Regions from separate parts of the Ovis aries genome. Here region 2 is linked to region 1. Evidence: chromatin contacts called from public Hi-C data. All regions are on one chromosome and are shown on one strand. Each heading gives the region's core, a stretch centred on a gene start, on an enhancer-like site or on the middle of the called end of the contact. The rest is flanking DNA. Distances are from core to core; before and after follow the strand shown.

Region 1 (2,700 bases), core at 145-2,644:
TGGTGGGGCAGGGGCAGCTCCCAACAGCAAGGTCCAGACATGCGCAGGTCAGAGAGCACATGATGCTGGGAGGCCATGGTTCAGAAACGACAGCGACAGAGCACAAAGCACAAGGGTCACGCCAGACACCGAGGAAACAGAGCACAGCACATCTGGGAGGTGAGGGGTGAGGAGCCTGATGCTGCAGACCTGCCTCCCGTTCTCTGAACTGTCTCCAGTGCTCAAGTCAAAAATGTGGAAGTCACTTGAAATACCACCTCACTTTTCCCCATATCAAACTCACTTCCAAGTTCTCCCCACTACCATTCCCAAATTTTCAGTCCTAAATCTTCTCTTCCCTAAATGACTGCAAATGCCATCTTATCACACACAGTCATCCCAGACCACCACCAGTACACCTGCCATATGACTCTTTTAATACTAAGATCTGATCACTTATTTGATCACATCTCTTGTTGATCCTAGTTCTCCCAAAGGGGCTTCCCTGGTGGCTTAGTGATAAAGAATCCTCTTGCAATGCAGGAGACTCAAGAGACATGGGTTGGATACCTGGGTTGGGAAGATCCCCTGGAGGAGAAAATAGCAACCCACTCCAGTCTTCTTGCGGGAAAAATCCCACGGATAGAGGAGCCTGGCTGCCGGGAATATCCCATGGACGGAGGAATCTGGCAGGCTATAGTCCATAAAGTCGCAGAGTCAGACAGGACTGAGTGAGCACAATTCTCTCAAGCTTCCTGCCAACCCCATTCTAAGCAACCTATATTTTCCAGAATATGTCCGACAGTCTCAAACCTGCATGTGGTAAGCACCGTTTCTGCTGCAGTAATTAATGGCCTCTTGCCCGCAGCACCTCTCAACTTCTACTTATTCGAAGCTCAGCTAGAATCCCCCCTCCAGTACAGAGACTTCTGTCCCCTCCTTGGCCGTCTAGGACAAACCATGTATGTTCTCAGCCACCAACGCATCATCCCGCAGGCCTTTCTTTCCCCGAGGGCATGGTGCTTGCTGGGTGCTGGAGCCCCAGCTCAGGACTGATGGGTGACTGGGGAGAGGCGGTCAAGTTCGGAGACACTCGTGCAGAGGTCAGAGGACGCCTCCCCGAGCGACGGTGGACAGGGTCACCGGGGACCCGGAACCACACGCCTCTTTCCTGAGGGGTCAGGCCAGGGTGGCGCCGGGGGGAGCAGGCAGGGCGCACAGCTGTGGGGTCGAGCGGTCAGGGAGACGCGGTTCAGGGACCGCGACGGCGCCGAATCGCGAGTGCACCCTCAGCGCCGAGGCGACAGCCCCGCAGGCCCAGCCCTACCTAGAGACGCGCCAGGACACCGGAGACGCGCCCACGCCGCCCTCGGCCCTCAGCAGCTGTGCGCACTTCCGCTTCCCGTCGCGAGACCGCCCCGCCCGCGCGGGGGCGGGGCCTGCGCGGCCGGCCGGGAGGCGCCGGGAGCGCCACGCGCAGGCGCCTGAGAGCGCGTGGCGGTGCCGGCTCCGGCTCTGCGCCCGTTGCCGCGGAAACCGCGCTGTGCTTCCGAGGTCGGGGTCACGACTCGCTCGGCTTCCGCAGGCGTACCCGTTGGTGCTGTGGGCGGCGCAGCGGCGGTACGCTAGGGTTTGGCATGGGAGCGCTGAGGTGATGGGGTGAGCTGCAGGCAGACGGGAGGCTGGACCTGAGCCCTGGGCCTGGAGGAGCAGGCGGTGGGGGGTCCTGAACGGGTGGAATTTCAGGCTTGGCGCTCTGTCCACCTTGCCATCTGTCCGACTGGGAGGAGGCCGGCGCTTCCCAGCTGGGGCTGAGCAACGACACAGTGGAGCACGGCAAGCCCTAGGTAGAGAGGAGCCACGCTAACATGGCTGTGATGGCGACGGCCCCCCGAACTATTCTGGAGCCTACGGTTCTCCTCTCCGTAGGCAGACCTGCGGTTTGGAATGGGGCGCGAGCCCAGGGCAGCCGCCAGGGCAGGGGAGGAAGCGAGGATGCGTCTCACGTTAAGGAATTTGGACTCTCGAAGCCATGTTGTTGTTTAGTCCTACTCTGACCCCATGAACTGCAGCAGGCCCGGCTTCCGTGTCCTTCACCGTGTCCTGGGAGTTTGCTCAAACTCATGGCCATTGAGTCAGTGATCCCATCCAACCATCTCACCCTCTGTCTCCCCCTTCTCCTCTTGCCCGCAGTCTCTTCCAACATCGGGGTCGTTTCCAAAGAGATGGCTCTTCCAGAGCCAGTGGCCAGAGTATTAGAACTTCAGCTTCAGTATCAGTCCATAAAGAAGGCTGAGTGCTGAAGAACTGATGCTTTTGCATTGCGGTGCTGGAAAAAGACTCTTGAGAGCCCTTTGGACTGCATGAAAGTCAAACCAGTCAATCCTAAAGGAAATCAACCCTGAATATTCATTGGAAAGAAGCCGCCATCTCGCCCTTGTTTGGGCAGCTGCTTTGAGGCCAGTAAAGTTCATGTTAAGGACATGCTCCCCTGGGCTGGGAGGTAGGCAGCCTTCAGATTACACAGGATTCCCATTCCTCTAGTCACAACACCAGTCTTTTATTTACAACCAAGGGAATATTTTGGCAGCCAAGTGTGATGACAGAATAACTTTGAAACCAATCTAATTTATTTTTAAATACTTGGCAAACTTCAATTAATAATATCGAGTTACTTAAGATGCATCTCAAACCCTATCTTTGCACATGACATATCTCAGG
Region 2 (2,700 bases), core at 125-2,624, 150 kb before region 1:
CGACTGCAGCCATGAAATTCAAAGACGCTTGCTCCTTGGAAGGAAAGCTATGACCAACCGAGACAGTGTATTAAAAATCAGAGACATCACTTTGCTGGTAATGTCTGTATAGGCAAAGCTGTGATTTTTCCAGAGTTATGTACAGATGTGAGAGTTGGACCATAAAGAAGGCTGAGTGCCAAAGAATTGAACTGTGGTGTTGGAGGGACTCTTGAGAGTCCCTTGGACAGCAAGGAGATCAAACCAGTCAATCTTAAAGGAAATCAACCCTAAACATTAATTGGAAAGACTGAAGCTGAAGCTCCAATACTTTGGCCACTTGATGCAAAGAGCTGATTCATTAGAAAAGACCCTGACGCTAGAAAAGAATGAGGGCAGGAGAAGGAAGCCTGGAGGAGGGGGGCGGGGGGCAACAGAAGATGGGATGGTTGGATGTGATCAACACAATGGACATGGGTTTGAGCAAATTCTGGGAGATAGTGAAGGACAGGGAAACCTATCGGGCTGCAGTTTATGGGGTTGCAAAGAGTTAGACACGACTTAGCGACTGAGCAACAGCAACCAAGGGCTCCTCTGGTGGCTCGTTGGCCAAGAACCTGCCTGCCAGTACAAGAGACACGGGAGATGGGCGTTCGATCCCTGGGGGAGGAAGATCCCTTGGAGGAAATGTCAACCTGCTCCAGTAGTCTTGCCTGTAAATACCCCATGGACAGAGGAGCCTGATGGGCATAGTCCGTGTGGTCGCAGAGTCGGACACGCCTGATCTACTGAGCAGGCAAACATTAAATCAAGTAAAGAAACCCAGTATTGCTAGCACTACAACCTCCAACCCATCCCTAGCCAAGGAGGACCTTTCCCTCTAGCCAAAGTCAGTTAATTTGCTTGCTTTTGCACATCCACATCCCTCAGTTGCTTTATCCATTCTGCAGTTTATGGATATTTAGCTCATTTCCAGTTTGGGGCCATTAAGAACATCTTTATGAACATTCTTTCACGTCTTCTGGCCAGGGTACATACCTCGGCGTGAAACTGCTGGGTCATGATGTGTGTGTATTTTCAACTATGTCAAGTAATGCCAGTCCCTTTCCGAATTTACACTTCAATAGACTCTTCGAGTTTCCGTTGCTCCATAGTTTTTCCAATGTCTTTGTAAGCTCAGACTTTAAAATTTCTATCCATCACGAGTGATTTCGAATATTTGCCTGGAAAAGAAAGCCTGTACCTCACTGCCAGGTCTCTTCGTAGAGCAGGCAATAGCTACCGACTGGAAAGGGAGGGCTCTGGCCTCCAGGAGCAACGACTGGCGCGAGATAGAGCGGCCGGAGGCAGCGCCGCGGAAACCGGAAACGGCACAATTTCCGGTCGAGGCAGCCATCTTGCCGTGAGACAGCAGGAGAGCAGCCGCGGAATGTTGTCCTCCGTTGCCTCGTACTCGGGCGCGGGCCGAGACCTGGCCATGGAACCGCACAGCTCCGTGGGCCCTTTGCAGCTGCGCTTTTCGCCCTACGCTTTCAACGGAGGGTAAAACCCGCAGAGCCGCCGCTTTCTCTTTCTTCCTCCATATCCCTGCTTAAGTCTGTCTGCCCGGCGCTGCCCTTCCAGTCTCAGGCCTCCCTCTCCGAGGTTGCTCGGCTAGCTCTTGTTCTTCAGGGCTTCACCTTATAGGCGGGTCACTGGATCTTGATGTGGATGGCCAGCTTTACGTAGACAGCAGATAGAAATTGACACCTGACCTCCGCTCTGAAGAGCTTTAAAAATGGACCTGTCTGAATGTGCTTCTCTAGCCAGCAGGCACGGGGCAGGTTGAACATCTGAGATTAAAAGTTAGGGTTGATTGGCCATGTGATTAAATATAGCTGTCTAGCGAAAGTGAAGTCGCTCAGTCGTGTCCGACTCTGCGACCCCATGGGCTGTAGCCCACTAGGTTCCTCCGTCCATGGGATTCTCCAGGCAAGAATACTGGAGTGGGTTTCCATTTCCTTCTCCAGGGGAATCTTTCTGACCCAGGGATCGAACCCAGGTCTCCCGATTGCAGGCAGACGCTTTAACCTCTGAGCCATCAGGGAAGCCCTGTCTAGCTAATAGGTCTAATCAAATCACCATTTTGAGTTGTTTTAAATAGCAGGTAGGATTACTTGCACAGACTTAGTTTCATTGATCAGTGTTTAGTTTTAAGGGCTAGCGTAAGTTCAGGGGAAAAATACTCAGAAGGCGGACCTTTGAATGTGTGTATTCTTGCATGTTGTATGTGAGCTTTTCTTTCTTTTTAACTTACCCGCTTTATCTTAATACTTTTCCTTGACAGTGCACTGAAAGAACTAGGGTTGTGGAAAGGCACTCTCTTTAGGACTCTTCACTGCGAAGAGCTGTGTATTTAAGCATCGTTTATAGTTTGCCAGCCAAATTTTGTACTTTGAAACGTACACACCAAATTAATCTGGTAATCTTTAAGGACCATCCAAAGACCAGATTAATTACTCAGGTCTTATGGGTTTGAAATTTTAATGTAGATTTTTGGGGTATTTGCAAAGAAGGTGGAAGTGTGATTTTAGCCTTGTCTCTGACACTAAAGAGCAGTGTAGTGTTTGGTACCTACCTCTCAGCTCCTTGAACCCAGATTTCCTTATCTTCCTTAGCTACTCATAGTTTGAGAGAAGAATCAAAAGAGAAGCACTTTGTAGATTGAAAGCAGGTATCTTT

The links. A called contact is a pair of places that touch in the nucleus more often than the background predicts.
Region 2: a contact with region 1 is called in a Hi-C map of liver, with 3 times the contacts expected there. The contact joins the promoter of PSMB1 here to the promoter of FAM120B in region 1. A contact is called at or near these places in 3 of 16 Hi-C or Micro-C datasets (hypothalamus, liver and muscle).

The regions. Positions count from the first base shown.
Region 1 is chr8:91,585,938-91,588,637 of ARS-UI_Ramb_v3.0, reverse strand. It overlaps FAM120B (family with sequence similarity 120 member B), which reads right to left and starts at 1,394. Exons shown (of 11, transcript XM_012183304.4): 1 at 1,307-1,394. LOC114116179 (a long non-coding RNA gene) reads right to left here. Exons shown (of 3, transcript XR_003590205.3): 3 at 2,519-2,700. LOC114116180 (a long non-coding RNA gene) reads left to right here and starts at 1,561. Exons shown (of 2, transcript XR_003590206.3): 1 at 1,561-2,482.
Region 2 is chr8:91,733,393-91,736,092 of ARS-UI_Ramb_v3.0, reverse strand. It overlaps PSMB1 (proteasome 20S subunit beta 1), which reads left to right and starts at 1,374. Exons shown (of 6, transcript XM_004011458.5): 1 at 1,374-1,521. The coding sequence starts at 1,409. It overlaps TBP (TATA-box binding protein), which reads right to left and starts at 1,266. Exons shown (of 8, transcript XM_042253770.1): 1 at 1,018-1,266.